Regions from separate parts of the Gossypium arboreum genome. Here region 2 is linked to region 1. The links are chromatin contacts, called in public Hi-C maps. All regions are on one chromosome and are shown on one strand. Each heading gives the region's core, a stretch centred on a gene start, on an enhancer-like site or on the middle of the called end of the contact. The rest is flanking DNA. Distances are from core to core; before and after follow the strand shown.

Region 1 (6,318 bases), core at 3,409-5,908:
AATTCGAGGTGTTGTGTCCTAACTCATTCGATATGACACTTTGTTTTCTTGAGGTAAGGATTTCTAAAAAATAAGGTAATATTCTATATTTAGAATCTTGAAAAATTATACCCTAACTTATTAGGTTCCAATTTTTCATTTGACCAAATAACCGAATATCCTTTTTAAACTTCAATCCATAAATTTTGAAAATCAAAAGAGAAGCTTATTTTCGAGGGTTTGAGATATTATATCCTAACTCACTGAGTATAATATTTTTTTTCCTTTGAGATAAGAGAATCTTGACATTCCATTTAATTTATTCAAGTGTTCTTTTTTAAATAAAAGGACCATATTCTAAATTTTTTTTTAAATTTTCGACAATAAAACATTAGTTAATCAATTAAGTACTAATTTTGAACGTTACAAGAGTATTAACCCTTCTTCATACGTAACCGACTCCCGAACCTTTTTTTTCTCGAATTTCATAAACCAAAATCATTATTTTAATAAATTAAAATATTTTATTAAAATAATCAATCTCAAGATGATCCGATCACACATCGAAAAAAATCGATAGCGACTCCATTTTTATTTTTAAGTCGACTCCTATTTTTCAATTTAAAAATGGTCTCGACAACCACTTTCCCTAGGCTGCAATCAACCAACTTAATGTTCCAAAGCATCAATTAAAGCAATCTTGGCATCCTTTAATTTGCCAGCTAATTGCACGAAAAACATAAACGGTAATCTACACCACAGGTCATACCTCACTCAATTATTGCATCCAATTATAATTTTTTTCTTTCAATATTAATCTCATTATAAATTTTTATCATTTTTACTCTTTTTGATACAATTTACTCTTTTTGATACAATGACTAAAACCACCCATAGTCTCTCCCCAACCCTTAAATAGGAATATGTCCTACACTAGCAACAATGCCAATATCAATCAAACTAAGACTTAATCGGCAACTATCAACTTTTTTTTTTTTTAATTTGGTCACCCAAAGTACCCAAAAATAAATAAATGATTCCGAGTACAAGGGGCTTGGAATTAGATGAAGCTTCTCAGTTTTACACATCCATTAGGAACAGAAGAACTATTTGATGCTCACGCTAACCACTACAACATGCTTTCCTCAAACTGTGGTCTTAACTTTTCAAATATCAAAGAAACATCGGAAATTATCAAATGAACTCCTTTCAGCCAAGAGCTTACTCTATTCATTTCACTGTTAAACTCACCTATTCCGTGTCTTGACCAACTTTGGCCTTGAAGCCTTCTTTTCCATCTTTTCTCTTTTCTTGCGAGTCTTTTCATCTTCCACCTCTCCCTAATTAACACAATCGTAAAAAGAAACCAAAAACCAAAACAATGTTAATATATGAATTTTAATATAGCCTTTCAGATGATATAAGGATAAGAAGGTGTGGAATACCTCTGAGCCTAATGATAAAAAACCTCTAATGAACCCAAAAGATTTGTATGCTCCAAATGCCGGTATCTGAAAAGCATCAACTCCATAATGTTATGTCGTCGTCATCCCCAAAGTGAGTTTCAATAAATTCCACAAAATTACGAGTTTTTCAGCTTAGTTATATTAGCATAGAGCTTTCTATTACCAAACAGTTCTTAAAGACTCACATCACCTGAAGATCCTAAATAACAATTCCTTTACTTTTTCATCATAAAAGAAACACCTAAACATATCAATCCTAGAAATGAATATCAATATTATAGAAGAAACTGTCAACAGAAAATCATCTCTTGAGAAACTCATGAAAAATGATCCCTCTACTAATAAGGAAAGCATTGTGGTCAGGTGGGACCATCATGCTCACTAGATAAGAATGTCTCTAGTAATTGGAGCCAGTAAAATTTAATAATGGGACAGCTACCCTTTGATGCACAAGTCTGACAGAAGGGAGATGATTGAAAGCTAAAATTTAATCGCTTTAGAGATCTTTAAACAATACTACCATTCCACTATACTGCGATGGACTTTATTTACTTAACCAAACAATGAACAGAGGATGACAACAGAAATGGAGCTCCTTTACCAAAATTAGATTCTCCTATTTAAATGAAATCATTTCTCTCTTTTATTCTTTTTCCCAGATATTTTGACATCTCTTTCTTCAAATTCCTTGAAAAAGAAGACTATTAAAGCATATAAGCAATAGGCGAAATCCCTCCAGAAACTATAAAGAAAGCTATTCCATTCCAAAAGAAATCAAAGGATGGAAGTATCAGACCAACTTTCCATGTGCAAAATAAGTAAATAGAACTTACCACAAAATATGTATACCAAAACTTGTCAGAGATGATGGACATCAGTTGCACAAAACTTGTAATGTAGATGACATCATGTAAATAGCTGCAAGAAGTGAGCAACTCTAAGTCGGAAATATTCAATGCATGCAGAAAACAGAATTCAGATCTTAAGACCATATATTGGATAAATTCATAATGTCAACATATAAACAACAATATTTGAACTGTTAAACCGTACCATTGAGTTCATAGGTAAAAGAACTTTATTGGCAGATAAGAAAATTAAGAATATCTGACTTCTAGTTGTTTCTCTACAGAAGGGTTCTCTTCATCCCTTCCCCCTCTTCTTATTTTTAAGTGTTTGAATCAAGTAGGATGATTTTCATCTTTTAATAATAGTTATATTCCAAACACAATCATCATGATTATGGTGGCATGGACTTTATTCATAAGCAACAAAAGAAATCTATCTCTTCCCCACAATAAACATACAGTCTTTCTATATTAAGATTCACATTATATCATAGCTAATCATAGCTACCCAAATACAAGAAAAAGATCCACATTAAAGGGAGAAAAGTAGAATATCTCCAATAAACATGTAAAATAACTCAGCAGTTAAAGAAATAGGAAAAGAATAAGGGAAACCTAAATTCACAATCTAAGAACTATATTTCTTTCATTCTGCCAGCCACTTCTGGTAAAACCAAATCCACAGCACCATTGATGCAGCAGTAGTAGAAAAAATAGAAAGAAAGAGAATAGAATAAGGAAACAATAAGTGGAAGACACTAAATATGGGTACAAAATTTCATTAAAAAAAAAGAGAATAAAACACCAATAAGTCACCAAAAATCTAGTCATGTGAGCTATCAAAGGCTACTATAGGACCCATACAGAAATCAAGCCAAAGGAAACTAACAGTAATATTCTTCCTAAGATAAGCCTGAGGCGTGCCCCCCGTTACATGCACTGCCTCATTTACAAAGAACTTAGAATTTAATAAGAATCGTCTTTCTAACCAAGTTCCTCCTAATATTTTAATAGAATAAAAAACTAAAAACAAAACCACAAATAGAAATTAAGGTAAAAAGAGAAAAAATATTGAACAAAACTTACCCACATATTCCACCAGTACTCATATCAAATCCACCGTCAAGAAGTTCTCCATCATCAGAATAAGCAGGTTTTGCCATCTGTGAAAGTTGTTGATAGGGTATAAAGTAAGCTACAGTGGTCAAAAGTAGACCAACCCAATGTTTCCATGTGAATGAGGAATGGAAGATCAGCATCCTAACCAATACGTATACAACCTACATAAATAGAAAATTGGAACATAAATCCAATAAAATAAGATTGTTAACAAGCAAAAAAATGCAACTATGAAGACAATATAAATATACAGTACTAAAAATGCAAAACTACCCCAACTCTGTTCTTCCACATCAACTAAAAAGTAGCAACAATTGCAAGAGCTTTGATGTGGTGTGTCAAGAAAAGCTAAGACATCAGAAGCTACAAATAAAAAAAGTGCAATGTTCAAATAAAATGGGCACTGCATACTATGTAGTGCAGTTTTGTTGCTACATATTATGTAGTTTTGTTGAAACTACCAAGCTAAACACTAAGAATAGGTTCCAACTTCCAATGGTTATGATGTGTAAGATCAGCTTTGTTTACTAACCAAGCCGGCACTTAATATGCCTCCTATGTCAGATCAGTTAATCACCCAAACATTACCAGGTTATCGCTACCAGCCACAACTTTCGAAGTTGAAAATTTTCACTTTCACGGGCATGGAAAAATGCATCCACAGTAAACACATACACAGAGATGTGCAGCTGGACTATAATTGGAAGCATTTATTGGTGAGCTAAGGGTGCATTTCAAATGTGCTTAAAAACTTTAAAATTCAATTAGAAATGAATCAATGCCATCTATAGATATTAAGTTATCCATTTCCTTATTGCAATTCATAAAGTAGCATAAACATACTTGCAAAGGAAATCCTTCGAGAATCTAAGTAAATCAGAATCGAAAATTTTCAAGTAATTAGAAAACAAACAAGTGAACACTTGATTAAAGAAGGGTTTCAACGATTAGGGGAAATAATTATAAAAGAAGATGAGAGAGCGTACATTACAAGCAATGATGAGGCGGCGAAGATTGGCCATGTGGCGGGTGTTCTCTTCTTTGCGCTTCTTGGCACCTTGATTTGCCATTTCCTACCCTCTCTGGTCAACGAGTTTGACTCTGGAACCCTAACGGAGATCTGCTAGTCGAAGAAATAAGGAGGAAGGGAAAGTAAGTGATGAAGATTGAAATGAAGACGTTAGCTTCCATTTCGATCCCTTTCCACAGAAGCCCATAACTTTGAGTCAAGGCCCAACCGGTGAATCTGGTTAAAATATATGTTTTTTAATAAATGAATTTTAATTTCAAAATAATTTTTTTAGAAAAAAATAGAAACGTTCAGTTTCATGCGCTTGTGTTAACATTCCCTCACTCTAAATGTAACATAAGCTTTGATTGTACCAATTATTTTTTTTAAAATTTATTATTATCTTTAAATGAAAAACTAAGAAAAAATTATTTGAGTAAAGTTTACCTTAGATTTTTTTATTTTCATTATTGTAAAAGAATGGCATAATAATTAATTTAGCTTCTAATGTTTACTTTTTCTATTATTTTGTCCGTAATTTTTGTAGATCACTTTAGTCCTCAACCTTTAATTTTTAGTTAAATTGTTTTTTTTTAAAAGAATAATTGAACTATCAAAATTTCAACGGCAGTGCACATGTACTTTATTGTTGATGTGGATAATGTTTAAAAGAAGGATTATGAACTTTTTTTGAATTTTTAATAATTTTTATGTATTTTTAATGAAAATTATAGGAATTGCCACATGGGATATTGTGTCACCATTGTTAAAATTTTTATTAATGAGTAAATCTCTTTGAATGGTTCCGTACGGCCTCTAAGGACTAAGGTATCAAATTCATTCCAGTCATGCAACACTCCAGATATGGAGTATAGAAATTCACCTTGCTTCCTTATTCTTGACAGCTTAACTTGTCCAAACGGCAACGTCTCATTTGTCTTGGTAGCTAAGCATGGCAACCATTTATTGATTAAACTAAAGGTAATCAATCCTTAGAAATCCAGAATTTTAAATTATACAAAAGCTTTGAGAGTCTTTACTCTACTTCTTTCTTTAATCCACGAGTACAGAGGGGTAAGAAAGCTTATTGTTTCCCCAATTTCTCTACTCTCAAACATTAATTCACATGACAGCTACAACATGGAGAGCTTCCTTCAGTTACATCCTTTTCTTCTTCAGAACGACTAAAGAAGACGACGCTTTAGAGAGAAAAATTGGTAAACAGAATTGAGAAGAATTATGTTCCCACACACCTATATATATACTCCATTGGCACAGTCTCCACAGACTAGTACCACCATTCAATCCTAATCATTTTGTCTCCCACTATGCAACCAATCGGTTCCAATCTATCTAAATCAAGATTGAAATCTAACAATTCCTAACCAACCACTTATGTTTCTAAATATCTCAGCCCACAAATTTCTATTTATATACAATCGGCTCCCTGACTCTTCTTTGAGTTCGGGTCCTTAAGAGAATCGGGTGTGACACGAATTTTAGCCTATGCTAGAGAGGTTAGAACTAGTTGTAGACATGGAACATATCATGATACACAAAGCGCAAAAGTTCTGAAAACGTGGACACTAAAATGCATAACAGAATAGGAGGCACCAAAGTGCAATATCATGAATATCACGATTCACACGAAAGCTCTCGGGTTCCTATAACATGCCAACTATATCTATGAAGTTCAACACTAGACTACAAAGACACTAGAATATCATTGAATTTACATTATTTATTCACGCATGTAATATTTCATGATTTTTAAAATTTCACTACACTTTTGCATTTGTTCAATTTAGTCCTCATTTTCACAAATTAAAGAATTATTGTAAGTTTCAACTACAATAATCAAGAGATTTTATTCACTAAATTCTTGGTTCAAAATACA
Region 2 (6,459 bases), core at 864-3,363, 550 kb before region 1:
GCACGTGTAATAAAGTTCGCGATTACTTTAATACCCTTAGTTGTGGCAATTATTGGGGTTAGAGTTAAGGCTATTTTGGGTACTCTGGGAGAAAAGGGTAGCATGTGCTGGCAGACATGTAAACACATAAACGGATAATATGCGGGGCCCACAAAGTTAGGATTTCTTTTAAATGACGGCGGTGGTTTGGTGCTGTCTTACACGTGGCGTAAGATCCGACGGTAGCTTCTAGCATATTGCTTTCAAGGTTGACACGTATACTGTTCATTGGATGCCTAGTACAAAATGGTTAATACGACGTTGATTTGTTTTTCTTTAAGGGCCGTTTAAATATTTTATTTAATTCTTATTAAAAAGTAATGTAGTAAAAAAATAAATTTGAAAAACTAGGCTTACATTAAACAAAACAAAGAAATGAGGTCCACTACAAAAATAAACAAAAACCAAGCAAACACAAAATGAAAACCAAACAAATCAAATTCTAAGAAAGCTAAGTATATGGGCCACGTAGCAAATGAAAACTGAGGTGAGCAGATATCAAAAGTTGGATCGCAGCAGAAGCAGCTAGAAAACAAAACATCTAACAAGAAAAAAAAACCAGACAGGCTAGCACACAGACTTCAAGCACAAATAGAAATAGCGACCATCCAAACAAGGGCACAGAGACATCACCGGAGCGAAGAGAAATTCGTCGAAAACCAATATGAATCCTCAAGCGCTACCAAAAGAAACAACAGAAAACCTACGAAAAATGCTCCCCACTCCCTCTCCACTTCTCATTAAATGCATTACAAATCGGATAGATGATCACACTCCACCACCCGTTGTGTAAAATCGGAAACACCCCTGCACACATAAGAGCCCATCCCTGCTTTCAAGCCTTCTTTAGCCAACAAATCAGCCATAGTATTACCCGAGTGAAGGAAATGCCAAAAGTCACACCTGTAAAAATATCCTGCCCAATGTTTTATGTCTCGAATATAAGCGCCGATGACCGATAGATCAAGCTGGGAAGATTGGACCTTATGAATTACCATGAGGGAGTCACCTTCAACAATCACATCTGGGAAATCAAGAGCCAGGCCCAAGTGGACCGCATGAAGACAAGCAATGGCCTCAACTGCAAAAGCAGAAGGTATATGTTTACAAACCACCATGTGCAAAGCCAATATAGTCCAATGGTTATTTCTGATAACAACTCTAGTGCAGGATGTCCTGAAAGGGGAATGAAAAGCCGCATCAAAGTTGATTTTCAAACAGTATTCGTCCAAGGGTCACCACCGCTCATCCCTAATCGGGCGCCCAAGAAGCTTCACCTATGCCACATCCAATTCCGGAAGGTAAGTATCAACCTTTTGAATTAAAATATGCATTTGTATAATAACATTTTTGTAAACACGATGATTCCAAGCATTCTAGATAAACCATAAGGCACACACAACTTTCCTGAAAATTGTGATAGGGTAAACTTGAATAATGTAAAACAACCAATCTTGCAAGCATGCCTCCAAAAGCTCACTAGGCCAGGTTATGTATAGGTCCACCCAGATACCAGTAACGGAGGGACAGTCACAGAAGATGTGCTCCAAAGTTTCAATAGCCGCCAAGCACCAAAGCATAGTCGTCGGTTGTACAGATTAAAGAAACTAGGGATGATATTGCGAAATATATGCCATGTTGTAATTTTTATCTTAGAAGATAGTTGTAAATTCCATAATCTTGTAAAGAATGGCTTGTATATGTCATAGTCACTAGATGGGCTCGAGCGATGAAGTAAGCAATAGACACTATGAACCGAGTACTCCCCCGAAACTTCCTCCCCTCATACCAAAGTATCATCATGAGCCTCCCATGCGAGAAGAATACAGAGGACCTTCTCCACAGTAGCATTAACCAAAACAGTGGTAAGTAATGCCTCATTCCATTATCTAGTATCATGGTTAACAAGCTCAACAACTAGCATATCAGGTGAATTAATCCATTGAATCTATAAATTGTGACAAGGTAGGCCGTGGATCCATGCATCATCCCTGACTCAGATACGATAGCCTATACCCACACGTTAGCTCAGCCCAAAATTCAGCAAACCTTTAGCAACCCAAATGTTTTTCCAAAGGTAAGAAAGGTAAGATCCCAACTCAGAATTCATAAAATCACATTGCGAATAGTATTTATGCTTAAGAACACACGCAACCTATGAATTCAGATTACTAACTAAACGCCAACCTTTCTTAGCCAAGAGAACAACTTTAAATTGAGCTAATTGTTGGCAACCCATCCCACCCAAATCTTTTGAATCACACAAAGATGACCAATCACACCAATGGATGCCCCTACGTCCATCATATTTCTTCCACCAAAATCTACTTAGAATTCTCTCCAAGTCTAAGCAAAAAGAAACAGGTAATTAAAAACATAACATAGCAAAATTGGGAATAGCATACACGACATTCTTAATAAAGACCTCTGTTCCATCCTAAGAAAAAGATCATACACACAAATTTTTAATCTTATTGTGCAAGTGGTCTTTTAAATGCTAAAACACCCTCTTTTTATTCCTCCCTATGATAATTGAAAAACCCATATGCCTCTCAGGCTCAGTAGGAATACGGAGCCCCAAAAGAGGTCGCAATCCGCACTTCCTCAACATTAGAGCTAAAATAGATGACTGACTTGTCAAAATTCACACATTGACCAGAGGAACTCTCATAATCTTTCAAATTTTGTTTCAACACCGAAGGCCCTCCTTCGGTTGCCTCCTAAAAAAGGATGTAATCATCCGTAAATAATAGATGGGATATTGGAGGACCCCCGACTAATAGTGGCCTCCTTTACCAGATCATTTTGAAGTGTCGATCACATAAGGGAAGGCAATCCCTCACAACAGAGAAGAAATAAGAATGGGCTAAGAGTCTCACATTTAACACCCTTTACCCTTATTCGACACTAGAATAGGGTACGAGGCATTACCGGACTTGAACATAAACAAACATACAAAACCAAGACGAAAATTTTCATCCAAATTTAAAATTCTCATTTACATTCACATCGTCCCTAAAACGAACCTACGAGGCCCCCAACATGCATTGGAAGCGGTTTGAGACCAAATTGAAGACTTTGGAAATTTCACAACACTTAGATAAATTTTCTTATTTTAAGAGACATAGGCCCGTGTGGCTTGAGACACGCCCGTATGGGCAGGCTGTGTGGTCACACACGCCCGTGTCCTTAACCCGTGTAACTCTCTATTTGTCATCTAAGAACAAATAGAAGTCACACGGGCAAGGCACACGCCCGTGTGTTTAGGCTGTATGGGCGATTTAATTTTTATAATTTTTCATAAAATAGGTGTAGACTTCACACACCCAGGGCACAGCCCGTACCTGAGGCTGTGTCATCCACACAGCTGAGACACACGCCTGTGTGCTCATACTGAGCATTCTGTTTTGCAACAATTAATGTACAGGGGACACACGGCTGGATCACACGCCCATGGGGCGAGCCGTGTGTCACACATGGCTAGACACACACCCATGTGTCTACCCGTGTGGACAAGAATAAGGCTATTTTACAAGCCATATTGTCACCCTTCCATGCACAAATCTACACAACAAAACATAACACCATTCCAAGTATATACATTCAACCAAATCAGCAACAACCAACGCATCAATACCTCATTCACATACTATCATTTATCATACACAAACATCACATATATTTCAACTCAAATCATACAATTTTCTACATCCATGAAAGACATCATCATATGCATATATACTTAAATCAATATTAGCCAATTTCAATGGCCATTTACAAAATGAATTATCAACCATTATAAGCCAACACATTTGGCCAATCAATTATAACACAAAATAAAATGACCAAGTCCCTATACATGCCATAACTCAAAATGTTCAAATCATTGGTACCCAAAATAATAGGTTGATAGTGTGACTAGATCTCCGACAATCTCCGATCCCCGAGCTGGCTTGGTGACATTATAAGACAAGGGAAAAGAAACATGAGTAAACTTTAAAGCTTAGTAAGTTCCCATGTAAATAATAAGCATTATAAAATCACATTTAACATACAATTAACTTGAAGTAAATTAACATAAATGTCATTATAAATCTTACAATCCAACTTAATCACAACCTTACCAAGAGATTTATCACATATCAAGCTCATTAAGTATGAGTTTTATGTACATACTTGTACCAATTTACAACATACCATAGTCTTTCACAACTTTGACATTCTCGTTCAGTTCCCATTGAACCACTTGGAATACTAAGGATACTCGGGTATCTCACACACATAGTACCACACCAATGCCATATCCCAGATATGGTCTTACATAGGATCTCGTTTCGATGCTAATAGCCCAGCTATGGTCTTACACGAAATCTCATATCGATGCCACATCCCAAATATGATCTTACACGAAGTCTCATACTGATGCCATATCCCAGATATGGTCTTACACATAGTCTCAATAACCTTAATGTCATGACATTTGTATCCTATCTATTTCTAAGGTTCGATCGGGATTTCAAAATTGTCGTAACTTTGTCGAACACGCTCAATGATCAATCATAATTCATACAATAGTAAAACATACAAAACATATTTAAAACAATGTATTATTTACATAAGAACTTACCTCGGTACAAAAATAGTAGAAAAGGGACCAAATCATCAAATACTTTATTTTTCCCCCGATCTAGGTCCGAACATCATTTTTCTTAATCTATAATAGCAAGTTTAACTCATTTATTAATCACATCAGTCAATTCAGTCCAAAACTTACATTATGGAAAAAATTACATTTTTTCCCCTAAACTTTGACATGTTTACATTTTAGCCCCTAGGCTCCTAAATTGAAATGTATTCAATTTCTTTGTTACCCAAGCCTAGCTGAACCATATATATACTCATATTAGCCCAAAATTTTCATCAAATCACATCTTTACTACACATTTTATAACTTTTTACAAATAGGTCCTTTTATGTATTTCCATCAAAAATCACTTAGTAAAAGTTGTTTATTACATATCAAACTTTCATTTTCTACCAAAAAATATCAAAATACATGCATGTCATACATGGGTAAAATTTTAAACATGAACCCTACTTCAAAAAAATGGTAGAAATAGAAAGATCGGGTGAATACGACTTCAAAAACATAAAGAGCATTAAAAACGGGGCTAGGATGTACTCACAATCAAGCTTGAAAGATGAAAAAACCCTAGCTATGGTGTTCTTCCAAGTTTTGGCGAAGGTTGAAGAAAGATGAGCAAATTTTGGCTTTATTTTCCCTTTTTATCCTTTTATAAACCAAATGACCAACATACCCTTTTTCCAAATCACTAAAATTCTCTTACCCCATGTCTATTTTTGTCCACTAACTTAACAAATGGTCTGATTATCATATAAGAACCTCTAATTTAAAGTCCCATAGCATTTGGACACCTTTAACATGTAGAACTCAACTTTTGCACTTATTACAATTTAGTCCTTTTGACTAAATTGAGTACACAAACATCAAAATTTTCGAATTAAATCTTCACGAAATCATTCCATAAAACTATAAACCATGAAAATGTAATAAAAAAATTTTCTATGTTGGATTTGTGGTCCCGAAACCACTATTTTGACTAGGTCCAAAATCAGACTGTTACACACCCTATCGTAATCCTTCGGCCGAAGCAAAAGAATGACCCATATCACTATTCAAAAGCACCGAATAATAGAAGAAATTGACGCAATACATGATGAGATCTACCCAAGCTCATGAAAACCCCATAGCAACATCATTGCTTCCAAAAAATCCTATTCAACACGGTCGTAGGCTTTGCTCATATCTAGTTTTAAGGCAAAGTTGCCCTCTAGACCCATTTTCTATTGTTGAAGCTTATCAAGAATATCATAAGCCAAAATTATGTTATCTGTAATCAAACGACCAGGAGTAAAAGCGTTCTGTGCCTTCTCTACACACAAATGCAAAACAGCATGACATCTATTGACTACAGTCTCGGAAATAATTTTATAAAGGACGAAACGAAGGCTAATAGGGTGAAACTGAGTCATTTGCATGGGGTTCGTAGTTTTAAGAATAAGCACAATATTGGTTTTATTAATATCAGCAAGAGACGATTCACCATTCAAAATAGCAAAACAGTATGCACTAATGTCATGACCAAAAATATGCCAATACTTTTGATAGAATGGCACCGAAAGCCCATCAGGGCCCTAGTGTCATGGGTTGCGCATGGGAGCCCACAACCATGACACATCTGTCGATCCATCAAGAAGGAAGGAGGTCATTTGGCCCAATTGGACTGGCCCGTTGCTTGAAGAGATTGAAGGCCCATCTACAAGTTAGACAAATATGGAAACATGATCTTAAAAGATATGATTTTATAATCTTAGAGATCTTAGATATGATATGTAATT

What was found. Hi-C and Micro-C count contacts between places; a contact is called where the count stands out from the background.
Region 2: a Hi-C map of leaf shows a contact between it and region 1, with 4 times the contacts expected there. The contact joins the promoter of LOC108479818 here to the promoter of LOC108458133 in region 1. A contact is called at or near these places in 2 of 5 Hi-C or Micro-C datasets (both in leaf).

What each region holds. Positions count from the first base shown.
Region 1 is chr8:91,184,669-91,190,986 of ASM2569848v2, reverse strand. It overlaps LOC108458133, which reads right to left and starts at 4,658. Exons shown (of 5, transcript XM_017757407.2): 1 at 4,399-4,658; 2 at 3,380-3,573; 3 at 2,279-2,363; 4 at 1,425-1,490; 5 at 947-1,319. The coding sequence starts at 4,482. The coding sequence ends at 1,227.
Region 2 is chr8:91,736,397-91,742,855 of ASM2569848v2, reverse strand. LOC108479818 reads right to left here and starts at 2,113. Exons shown (of 6, transcript XM_017782626.2): 1 at 1-2,113. LOC108479035 (a long non-coding RNA gene) reads left to right here and starts at 1,010. Exons shown (of 4, transcript XR_008287078.1): 1 at 1,010-1,135; 2 at 1,205-1,340; 3 at 1,539-1,904; 4 at 2,009-2,424.